Regions from separate parts of the Mus musculus genome. Here all the other regions are linked to region 2. The links are chromatin contacts, called in public HiChIP or PLAC-seq and promoter capture Hi-C maps. All regions are on one chromosome and are shown on one strand. The core of a region is the stretch at or near the end of the contact, and the rest is flanking DNA. Distances in the headings are between cores, read along the strand shown.

Region 1 (4,204 bases), core at 1,159-3,658, 530 kb after region 2:
CTTGTTAAATGAGGGGACCACGGACACGCCGCTAGCATTACCTTTACCATGTCTCTGTATTTCTCTTTGAGCTCCTGGTACATCCTGCTATAGCGCAGGATAGACACCAGGGAAAGTGTGCTTTTAAACTCGCTCTTCCTGTTCTCCACCGCCCACCTGGCCAGCTTGGACAGCAGTTCTTCTCCGAGCCAGGCAGGCTTAGGATAGACAACACCATCTGAATGCCATCTCTCTGGACAGAAAATTAAAACAGATATGAACCTTCAAAAATAAGAGAAATACCAATGAGAATGCTAGCTTCAATCCTTAGTCCTAAGTGACATGTTCATTTTCCCAGAAGGGAGGAGCAACTACAGCATTCTTTCAATGTGTGTATGTGTATGTGTGTGTGTGTGTGTGTGCATGTGCATGTGTGTGTGTGTGTGCGTGTTGTTGTTGCAGGTATCAAACCCAAGACCTCGCTAAGGCACAAAATGGGCAGGTGTTCTACCACTGAATGACAAACCTGTACTTTATAAGAGGGACTCTAAACTATGACAGGATATTCCACCCCCTACTCTGGACCAAGATACACAAATAGCAGTATGATAATCGGATAGAGCTCATGTGAATTTGGTCTAGATAAAAAGTCCCCTAAAGGCTCCTATGTTGAAGGCTCAGTCCCCAATTCAGCTGAGTTTAAAAGTGGAACCTTGGGGAGGTGACTGGACCATGACAGGACCAACCTCATCAACAGGCTAACTCGTAGATACACTCAGCTTAAGGGACATTGGCGGTGGTGGGGACTTAGAGGGTGAGTGAGGTTTTGTTGGAGTAAGCAGGGAGTTGTGTTGGCGGTGGGCTTTTAAGGGCAGATTTTGTCCATGGTCCCTTATGCTCCTAGTTCCTCACTACAGGCCCCAAAACCAAAGAGGGAATGATCACAAACTAAAATATGATACCCGTTTAAAATTATACACATACATCTATATCTGTGTGTGTGTGTGTGTGTGTGTGTGTGTGTTTAAAAGACAGAGGACAGCTCACAGAACATGTGGGCTCTAGGGATCAAACTCAGCTTGTAAGATTTGAAACGAGCACCTTTATGCACAGTCATCTCACTGGCCCTCAAGCATCCTTAAGTTGACTCCCTTGGGTATTATGCAACAGAAAGCTGACTAACAGAGTACCCCAGCTAGTTGCTGTACACCCCTACCGGCATATGGAATATAGAGATCAAGGACTCTGGCTACATTGTGATCCCCAATCCAGTACCAGCGCCAGGAACCAGCAGAGTGGTGACTATAGTATACATCTGAGATCAGCCAACCAACACAAGACCTTGGCTCTTCTGTACCCCAGAATCTTCCAGTTGACTGCTGATAGGACATCCGGGATGGGCATCACATAGTGGTGCAACAGCAGCGTCCAGCTCTTACCATTCTCCTTCGTTGTGATGGAGATGGAGTTGATACACGTTGCTCGTTTTAACCTCCAAATTCCCCTCATTATCTTCTTCCAAGGGCAAAAAGGTGACACTCCCACTGGAGACATCTGAGGGGGAAAGACAAGGCTATCAGGTCATAACTGCTCTAAACGGATCCCTTGGAAGTAGAACTGAGCAGCGATGGACAGGAGAGTAATGCTTTCCAGTCCTTAGTGGCTGTCCAGCACTGGGGAGAGGGCTCTACACTTTGGACACACCATTATAGCTAGCACTTAGACAATACAAGGCCAGAGCTGGGTGGTGGGTGGTGTGGCGCTCCTTTAATCCCAGTACTTGGAAGGCTGAGGCGGGTGTATCTCTGTGAGTTCGAGGCCAGCCTGTTCTACATAGCGAATTCCAGGCCATATAAGGCCCTGTCTCAAAAAGCGAACGCTTTTCAGTCTGTTTGCGCTCTTCCCACTACTCTCCTACCTTGCACTACCAGTTCTTTCTTCGGCTCTGTGAGTGGGGAGTGCGGGCTCGCTTTCGGGATGACAGTCCTGAGAATCAGGTCGAGCTCCTGCGCGGCTTCAGGCTGAGGACCCAACGAGGGGCCACAGAGGAAGGCCAGCATTTCCGGATTGGCGTGGACGAGGCTTTGGGAGACTCGGTCCCATAGCGAGTTCAGGTCAGCCGCGGGAGCGGTGCCTTCGCGGCTCGCCCTAGGTCCCGACTCTGGCTCTCCTTTAGGAGAAGCCTGTCCGGGTTCCCTCTCCAGCCCGTGTCCCTGTCCCTGCCGCGGTCCACACTCCGCCTGGGCGTGGGACCGCAAAGTTCTCCCGCGGGCTTCCATGCGGGCGCCGCACAGCCTCTTGTTGGCCACCTGTGGCCTCTCCAGCCACACGGTCACGGCGGCCCAGAAGCCTGCAGGTAGCAGGGCATCAGGATCGCTTAGCCGCACTCTACCCAGCTCCTCCATGGCTGCGCGCTCGGCGCGTTGGGATGACGCGACCCGGAAGCGCATTGACTCACGGGAGTTAGAGCCTGGACCCGGAAGGCCATCCCTTTGTCCTTTTTGCTGGGCGGTAGCTTCGGAGCCGCTGGCGGAGCCTGGGACGCGGGAGGAGCAGAGTGTGGGCCGCAGTGGATACAGCCTCCTGGGGTCCTCAACGACTGAATGTACAACCCCTTCTCTGCTTGCTTTCTTGCTTGGAAATAAGAGCTCCCAAGCGGTACATCCGATTCGTGCCCCCTAAATGAAATTTTGCCCCCAGAGGTTCCACCTCTCACGACAAAGCTAATAATACTGAGAGGAGAGGAAGTTACTTGAGCAAACAAGACGTAACTGATACACTCAGCAGAAAGCCACACTTATATGAAGGATTCTACAAAGCTGGTTGGCTAACTACAACTTCATGATTGTAAAGAATTGGAATGCGGACCCAAAGCTAGCATTACCTTGGGCGATTATTTAGCTCCTTTATAGCCATGCATTGCCCACCTGTGTCTGACTCCAAATTCTTTGACTGGAATACATTAACTTGCCAGAAAGTAACCTCCTACCAACCCAAAAGATAAAGCTGGCATCAGAAAACATAAGAAACCTATAACACAGACGTTCTGAAAGTATAACAAAGTAAAAACAGAATTCTAGGCCTTTAGGCCCAGGCTTGGGAATGTGGCCTTTGTAAAGGTATGCTAATCATAAAACAGATAGCGACATTCCTCTACCCACCCGCTTCCTGGGTTCAAAGAGTGCTCATTCAAAGAAAGTCACCCTGACCATTGCCATATACAAATGTGCTTTTGTTAGGGGCTCTTAGAAACTGTTTTGAAAAATAACCCTCACAATTACCAGGTATTCCTCGTGACTCTTGTAACTTTGCACTTCCTTGTGACTCTTAACTGGTATTTTTGTTATTTTCCAACAATGCCCTTCCCACCTCCTTGAGTTGTGGTTTCTTCCTTTAAATACCCCCTTACTCAGCTACTCGGGGCGCCACGGTCCTCTACCCCTTCGTGGTGTATGACCGTGGGCCCGAGAGCGCTCTTGAATAAAAATCCTCTTGCATTTTGCAACAGGCCCGTTTCTTGTGGGTGATTTTGGGGTGTCGCCTCTCCTGAGTCAGAACGTGGGGGAGTCCTCACGTTGTGGGTCTTTCATTTCTTACTTTGTTACCTGAGGTCCGAAACAAAGTATTTGTTAAATCCTTTGGAATGTACAAACTATTAGCTTCCACCAACATGAAGGCTAAAAATGTCTCCAGCAATTTCCCCTCATTGTTCTAACCCACCTACCTGTTGGTACCCATCCTTGTATTTTAAAAATACTTACTTTATGGATTTTGTTACTATTAAAAAAACTGTCACCACGTATGAACATAGTTTTTAAACCATAGTCACTCATATTTGTCTCCAGACTAAGCTATCCCTCACTCCCTTTAAGGTCAAAGCTGTGTTTTTATATCAGCACAACAACCACATGCCTCTGCTCTAATGGTCCAAAGAGCCAAACACGCATCTTTGACCTCATCTCCCAACCTCTTGGCAACACCCATGTAGGCCAAAGTTTCACTTTGTTGCTGCTCCTGGGTTTCATTATGTCCCTTAGGGAACCAGGGGCACTTTACAGCAGCTAAACAACAACTATGGCTGCTTTGCTCAAGTAACGGGGACTGCACGGGTGGCCGAGGGAAGTTTGGAAGTAATAGAGGGGGTGGTGGGAGCTGGCGGTGAGTGGTAACAGAGAGTGACGGCAGCAGCTGCAACACCAGTGAGGACAGCAAAATGGAGCAGTAG
Region 2 (3,770 bases), core at 20-2,519:
GGAGGGGAAGGACCACAGGGTGGTGCTGGGCTGAGCCTGTAAGACACACTGTCACAAGCCCAGGATGCCTGAGCAGAGGCCCCAACACTGATGGCCCAACTGCCAAGCTGCTAATCTTACATCTCTCCCTGGAATTGAAGATGGACTGGCTGAAAGGTTTCTCAGAGAGCGTCTTCTCTGAGGCACCTCATCATGCACATCCCAGCAGCAACATTTCCCAACACCCGCAATGTCCTAGCACTCATAGCATCTGCCTGGTACCCACTGTGCGCCAGCACCACTGTTTCCTCAGTACCACAATGCTCAGACACCACTGTATACCCGCACTTGGCCATGAACCACCATGCCTTTGGTACCCATCATGCCCCACCATGCTTCTAGCACCTACTTTGGCAAGCTTGGGTGCTGTTTGGCCATTGGTGAGGGCGGGGCTTGGTTGAGATTTATGGTGGGGGTCACTGTGATCTCATTCCTGCCCACTGTACCCACTGTGCCCAGTGGAGCCTTCCTGCCACTGGCCCTGTCCCCCTCCCTCAGGAATTGGAGAGATCCCAAGAAGACAGCTAGAGCTATGGGTATGAGGTGGCCACTCCAGTTTGCCTAGGGCCCCCAGTGCCTGCCTGGAGCCACAGGGAAGCTCTGTGTATAGCCTGCCCAACTGAAGGCATGCAGGCTATGCCCACAGGTAACCAGACTGGGAAAGCTTACTGGGGGGCTGCTGGTACCCAGGCTGTCTGGTAAGGATAGAATTCTGGGGGTCCTGAGTACCCCAGGCTTAGGACAAGTAGACAAACCAGCAAAGAGAGTTACTGTTCTCAGGCACTGGTCACAGCACTTGGTCCAGGGAGCAACCCTTACCTCTCTTGAGTTGTTATGTGGCAATGGGTAGAGGGGGTACCCTCCACCCTGTGTTGACATCTGTGGATTGGGGACTGTATCACCCCCACCATGAGTCAGTAGCTGGCTGGGAAGAACTGGAACCCCCAGGTTCCTGCATGCAGCAGGTCCTGTAAAGGGCTCATAGACAGGAGTGGCCAGCAATATGGCCAGCACCTGTGCCTGGGAGGCCTGGCTCTGACCTGCCCAAGTCACACTGGAAGACTTCCTGGAAGAGGCTGAGACTTGAAGGTTGTGTTGGGCCGAGGAGCAGTTGTAGCCTTTGCCAGAGAACAACAGCTGCCCCAGCAGAGCAGGCAGAGCTGTGGCAGCAGGGTGGAGCTATGGCTGTGGAGGAGCCTAACAGGATGCAGTGGGTGGCAGGGTTAATCATTATCATGTAGCCTTGACCCCACCTGCCCTGGCCACGTTCCCTGGCTACTCTGTTCCTGCTACACCTCACGCCAGCTCAGGAGGAGCCATGGGGCGACAGGCCTGGATCTCTAGCCTCTGTCCCTTACCCAGGCCATGTCCCTTCCTGCTGCTCCTGCTGCTGCTGGTGGTGCCTCGGGGGGCCCAGCCCCAGGCTGGCAGGGTGAGCACTGCCCCTCTCCCTTGCATGTGGCCAAGGGTTCTCTATGCACACTCGGTTCCTGGGAAGAGAGAGGTCAGAAAGAGGGCCCCAGAGTGAGCTAGGGACCCAGTGTGGTGGCATAGTGGAGTGGAAGTTGTCATTTTGCACTGAGATATGGGGTGCTGGGCTAGGCTGGTCTGTAGTGCTTGGGCCTGAACTTGTTAGGATCCTCTTGTTGCCACTGTGTGGCCCAGGCCCCGTGAGTGAGTGGGGGGGGGGGGTCCTGGGGCTTCTGCTGCATTCCAGTGTTTGAGATGGGGTGTAGGAGACCTCAGAGTGCTTCAGCTGTTCCTGTCCACCCCAGGACTGCCCCCCAGGACTGAATCTCAAGGACCAGGGTGACCTGGGGCCCTGTGACTCTTAAGTTAGCACATTGGATCACTCAGATTCAGAAGGAAAGGCCAGAGGAGGTCTTGGGGACACCCACTGCCTCTTGGACCTGCCCTAAGGAGTCTCAGGTCTCTGGTGTATCCGACTGGTGGAGTCCAAGTGTGAAGGACTATTCCACACTGACACCTTTGTGGCCCCTTGGGCTCCTAGAACCACACAGAGCCCCCAGGACCTAACGTTACAGCCACCCCCGTGACCCCCACGATCCCTGTGATCTCTGGGAATGTCAGCACCTCAACAGAAAGTGCTCCAGCAGCAGAGACTGAGGGACCCCAAAGTGAGAGGTACCCTCCTCCCTCCAGCAGCAGCCCCCCTGGGGGCCAAGGTAGGTGAGACACTGTAACAGGAAGGCAGCTAAAGAGGTGTGGGGCCTGGGTAGGGGTGGAGTACCCAGTGGGATGCCTGATCCCTGACACCCCTCCACAGTGCTCACCGAGTCTGGGCAGCCGTGCAGGTTCCCTTTCCGCTACGGTGGCCGCATGCTGCACTCCTGTACCTCTGAGGGAAGTGCCTACAGGAAGTGGTGAGTCCCAGAGTGGGGTAGCGGCTGAGGAACCTACACAGGTTCCCACTGTGGACCCTCATGAACCCTGAAGCTAGTAGGTCTTGATGCCCAGCAGGTACATTTAGTGAACAGGGGCTCCAGGGTGCCCAGGCAGAGATGGGTGGGGCTCTGGGCAGGGACTCAGTTTTATCCTCTGACTCGACCCTCCAGGTGCGCTACAACACACAACTATGACCGAGACCGGGCCTGGGGCTACTGTGCAGAGGTGACCCTGCCTGTGGAAGGTCCAGGTAGATATGTGAAAGGGCCAGCCTGAGCCCCCAGGAAAGGCTTTGACAGGGTGCTTGGGTTAGGAGTATAGGGGTCAGTGTGCAGGGTGAGGATACTAGTGACCTGGGCAAGGATTCTGCATGGAGTTTGGGGGGGGGGTGTCTCTGAGTTTGATCTTCTTGAGTTCAGAGATATCTAGGGGCAAAATTGCTGCCAGCCCAGAGGGCAGCAGAGGGTGCTTCTCCCAGACAGGACCTAGCCTTCCTAGACCCTGGATGGCTTTGCTGATCATTGGTGATACCAGGGCTCCCTCTTGTGGTGAGATCTATCCATGTAGCCATACATAGTCCCTTGAACAGGCCCTGAGTCCAAAAGAGCAAGCCATGAAACCTGTGGGTGTGCCATGAGAGGGATCCCCGTTGCCTGGCAGAGCATGTATAGAGAGATGTGTAGAGCAGAGTGCAGAACCATGGGATACCTTCTCCAGTCCTGGTGAGGGGGGGTCACTGGGAGGTGGGAACTTGCTCACTCAACAACCCAGAGAAGATAGATAGCGTTCACAGAGAGCCTTGGCAGGCAAGAGGGTATGGAGGGGCTCCAAAGACTCTTGTCATAGCCATCATATCCCCTCCTGTGTGTACCCAGCTATCCTTGACCCTTGTGCCTCTGGGCCCTGCCTCAATGGGGGCACATGTTCCAGTACACATGACCATGGGTCCTACCACTGCTCTTGCCCGCTGGCCTTCACAGGCAAGGACTGTGGCACAGGTGAGAGGACCTCGGGGACCCAGGAGTGGGGCCATTCTAGGAGGCTGGGAGAGCAGCTGCTGAGTCCAGCCTGGGGTGGGTAGTGCCTACCTGGGGGAGGGGACCTGCACGGGCACTGTGGGAACACTGTGTGACTCACAGAGAAATGCTTTGATGAAACACGCTATGAGTATTTTGAGGTGGGCGACCACTGGGCCCGTGTGAGCGAGGGACATGTGGAGCAATGTGGCTGTATGGAGGGCCAGGCCCGGTGTGAAGACACCCACCACACAGGTATGTCATGGCCAACTTCAGGGAGGTCAGGTTCCATGGTGCATGGGGGTAGTG
Region 3 (3,886 bases), core at 869-3,368, 750 kb before region 2:
CAGCCGCTAGCAGACCCACTAACCATCAGCAGGCAGGACTGTGCACATTGAAGGGATTGCAGCAAAGAGAGTGCCAGACGCCTAGGGCGTGGCTAAGGGCAAGCAAGACTCAAACCACACCCATCGCAAGGGTCGCAAGGGTTCCCCACACACAACCCCACCCCCCAGTATATTTGCCCACAACCAGGAAGACAGGAGCACGAGCCGCTGCTGCACCAGCGCACAAGACTCCAGAATACCTTCTGTCCAGTCCGAGGCTGATCAAAGGCAGCCCCATGCTTTGTAAGCCTTCACCCCAACATTCTCTAACCTAAGGAAAAACTTCCCGACCTCGGCAGACAAAAACTGTAACAGATTCAGATCCCTGAAAGTCCCCTAAACCTCAAATGCCAGTCTTCCAAACAGACCAGCTGTCTCTCCAGAATACTCGCCCCACTCCGAGAGACCATTCACAGAGTCTGGGACAGAAACCCTAAATCAAGAAATGTGGCTAGTCACGGCGGGAGAGCGGTCAGTTCCTTGGGTGGGCCAAAGAGAAGGAGGCCTCTGACTTCGGAGATACCAGCACGCAGCCGCTGCACTGCTCCCGCCCTTAGTCTTTGCAGTGACCCCACCCAGGTCGTGACCCTCTGAAGACCTCCAGCGTTGGCGTCCCCAGACTCCGCCAACCCCCAACACGCAGCTTTGGACGCCGCAGCTGCGTCCTGGATCTTCGCTGGATCCTAGCTTTGCATCGCCCAGCTGCGAACAGAGCGCACCGGGTCCGGCTCCGGGCTGCCAGCCCCAGGCAGGCAGCGGGACGCAGCGCCCGCAGTGCGACTGGCACGGCTGCCGGGGCGCGCCGCCTGGACCCGAACTGGCTGGTGAATCGCACCTCCGGCCCACTGAAGCTTCAAGCTCCACGAGCCTCACCCCGCGACTGGGCAGAGGACTGGTCGGAGATCCAAAAGGGTGCAGGCGGCTACCGGAACAGGATAGAGATGAGAACTGGACCAAGATCCAATTACTCCGTTTTGGGATAGAGGACCAGACCGCGGCGTGAGGGACCTCTAAGATACGGGAAGAAAGAGTCTGACCAAAGCCTAAGGTTGGAGAAAGGGGAATGAAACGGTCGGTTCCCAAGTGCGAAGGGAGGGTGGGAGACCCACTATCCTAGGACAGAATAATTGTGTTGCGAAAAGATGAAGGAGCATCAGCGGTGAGGCTAGAGGGAACCAAGAGAAGTAGGGGCTCTGAGCACGCAGGCTGGGACCGCTGGGTGCGAGCTGGAGCCAGCCCATCTAGTATCCAGACGAGGAGAAACATGACAGTACACCCAGGCCCGAAAGAAAGAGCCCCGTCTGGTACTGGAAAAGAGCAGTCAATGCGCGCCAGGTACATGGTCTGTCCAAGTCGCGGAATGCAGGGAAAGGGCATCCCATGAACTGGAGAAAGAAATTCATACAGGGCCAAGGAAACGAGGTCTATCTATCAAGGAGGGACCTGCAGGATAAGGGATCTGGAGGGGGGAAAGCGCGACGCCGGGACATGGTCCGCAGCTGGAGCCGCTCACCTTGGGTTTGTACAGCCACTTTCGGAATCTGTTCATCATCGCCGCGCCGGCCCGAGCCACGCTCCGGGCGGCCCTCGCCCTCTGCAGCGCTGCGCCCGGGTCCGGCTGCGGCGCGGGGTGGACACGCAGGCAGGGCCGGGACCTGCTTGAGCAAGCAGATCGTGTGCGCGGCGCCTAGCGCCGAGCAGCTGGCTGCAGGTGCGCGGGGCAGGTGCGCGGCCGGAAGGATGCTCAGCAAGCGGCGCGCGGCCGACCCAAACCCGCGAGCGGGCGGGCGCGCGGAAAGGCGCGGGCACAGGGCGCGCGGTGCTTCACGGCTTAAGAGCACCCAGCGCCTCCGCCGGTCACGACCGCACATGCGCCGGAGGCGCCGCACGCCCCCGGCCCGCTGCAAGTGGTGGATGGGGCGAGCCCGGCGAGGCCGCCAATCCCCGCCCAACGCCACGCCGTACCCCACCCGGGACGCGCACCAAGGGAGGGAGGCTCAGGACTACAGGTCCCGGCGCCCACCGCGGGCAGGGCCTGCGCGGCGTTGCTAGGTGACGGCGCCCAAACGATGCCTAGGCGATCTGCGGGTACCGGAGCTGGCCAGTGAACGCTCCCGCCCGCGGCGCCTGGACAGACTACGAGGTTAAAGCCAAGGAAGGCCAAGAGGCCCGCAGGTAGGCAGGCAGGTTAAGGTGAGGGGCCGCCACAGGGAGCCAGGCACAGCCCATCCTCTTCTCCCTAACTCGTTTTCTCCAGTTCTCCAATCTTTGCCTATTTTCTGGCCTTAGCGAGCTACCTTTGCGCTTTTCTTCCCACCTCCAAAAATAAAAGTAGGGTGTTTTCCACCACCTCCAATCAATCTCTCTCTCTCCCTCCCTCTCCCTCCCTCCCTCCCTCCCTCCCTCCCTCCCTCTCTCCCTCTCTCCCTCTCTCCCTCTCTCTCTCTCTCTGTTAACAGGTGACCCAGATGACTACCTCTTAATACAGTGTGTGTACCCTAGCAGTTCCTGCATCTTCCCTTAGCCCCTCAGCCCTGGACCTGCTTTGTAGCTCCCTTCTTACTCCTTGGAAGCTGCTCTCCACCCATTTCTATGTAGTTCCAGGCAGCTACGTGGTTTTAAAAACATTTTTTCCCTCCAGCCTAAATGCTTGAATTCAGATGTTTGCCTGTTCTTCACTATTTGTACAACTAACAGATCACCTTAGAGTCAACATGTCCACAACTGTATACTCTCTCAGTCATAAAAACTGCTTGTGGGGCTGGGAAGATAGCTCAATCAGTGACGTGTTTGCCTAATTAGTGGAAGAAGGTTCAGCATGCCAGAACTCACTGGAAAAACAAAAACAAAAACAAAAACCCTAGGCATGGACTGGAGAGATAGCACGGTGATTAAGAGCAGTGGGTGCTCTTGGCAAGGCCCCAGATTCAGTCACCAGCACCTCCATGGCTGCTCACAACTTTCTGTAACTCCACCTCCAAATAATCAAACCCCTCTTCTGGACTTCATGGGCCCTGCATGCATGTGATGCACATACATACATGCAGGCAAATACACATAAACATAAGAAATAAATATATTTTTGTAAAAAAGGCCAGGCATTATGACATTTACAATCGCTGCACTTCAGAGGCTAAGAAGATGGACCCACGGGGTTCACTAGTCAATGTAGCCTATTGCCTAGTTGGTGAGCACCACAATAATGGGAAACTCTGCCCAAAACACAAGGTGGAGCTGGGCGTGGCGGCGCACGCCTTTAATCCCAGCACTTGGGAGGCAGAGGCAGGCAGATTTCTGAGTTTGAGGCCATCCTGGTCTACAAAGTGAGTTCCAGGACAGCCAGGGCTACACTACGGTCATTTTCTGGCCGCCCCATGGAAGTGCACACACTTACATATGCACCCATATATACACGCACATAAAAATAAGTAAAAAAATTTTAAAAGAAAACTAAAAGCAGCTCTTCCCAAAGCCATCATCTTCTCCAAGTGAAGACGTTGAGCAGACACATGAATTCATGTCCAGTAGTAAGTAGATTAATAAATTATCTGGTGTCTGTTCACCCTTGGCCAACTCCAAAGCCTGGGGCTATTACTGTGCAGAAGCTGTTTCTATGCTTCATATTGGAAGTTGTGCCCAAGATAAAGGCTGAGCCCAAGGAGGTAGGTATATCAGGATCAGGCTTAACTATAGGCAGAAAGATCCCAGCATGACAGATTTGTTCACATTCAAGAGATGTGTGCAGGGCTGGTGAGATGGCTCAGCGGGTAAGAGCACTGACTACTCTTTTGAAGGTTCTGAGTTCAAAACCCAACAACCACATGGTGGCTCACAACCACCCGTAATG

Evidence for each region. HiChIP or PLAC-seq counts read pairs in DNA pulled down with a chosen protein or histone mark. Capture Hi-C pulls out chosen DNA fragments and counts their contacts.
Region 1: a contact with region 2 is called in a FOXA1 HiChIP or PLAC-seq map of pancreatic cancer cells. The contact joins the promoter of Trmt44 here to the promoter of Hgfac in region 2. A contact is called at or near these places in 2 of 39 promoter capture datasets (the 3T3-L1 cell line and hippocampal neurons) and 1 of 115 datasets of contacts at active chromatin or transcription factors (pancreatic cancer cells).
Region 3: a contact with region 2 is called in a promoter capture Hi-C map of liver, with 2.5 times the contacts expected there. The contact joins the promoter of Cfap99 here to the promoter of Hgfac in region 2. A contact is called at or near these places in 2 of 39 promoter capture datasets (the C10 cell line and pre-B cells) and 2 of 9 other capture datasets (embryonic stem cells and liver).

The regions. Positions count from the first base shown.
Region 1 is chr5:35,572,662-35,576,865 of GRCm38.p6, forward strand. Trmt44 (tRNA methyltransferase 44) reads right to left here and starts at 2,409. Exons shown (of 11, transcript NM_030208.3): 1 at 1,898-2,409; 2 at 1,419-1,533; 3 at 42-261. The coding sequence starts at 2,384.
Region 2 is chr5:35,040,240-35,044,009 of GRCm38.p6, forward strand. Hgfac (hepatocyte growth factor activator) reads left to right here and starts at 1,270. Exons shown (of 14, transcript NM_019447.3): 1 at 1,270-1,471; 2 at 2,051-2,225; 3 at 2,327-2,423; 4 at 2,616-2,695; 5 at 3,321-3,443; 6 at 3,585-3,716. The coding sequence starts at 1,358.
Region 3 is chr5:34,286,547-34,290,432 of GRCm38.p6, forward strand. Cfap99 (cilia and flagella associated protein 99) reads left to right here and starts at 2,119. Exons shown (of 16, transcript NM_001370805.1): 1 at 2,119-2,214. It overlaps Zfyve28 (zinc finger, FYVE domain containing 28), which reads right to left and starts at 1,778. Exons shown (of 13, transcript NM_001015039.1): 1 at 1,553-1,778. The coding sequence starts at 1,591.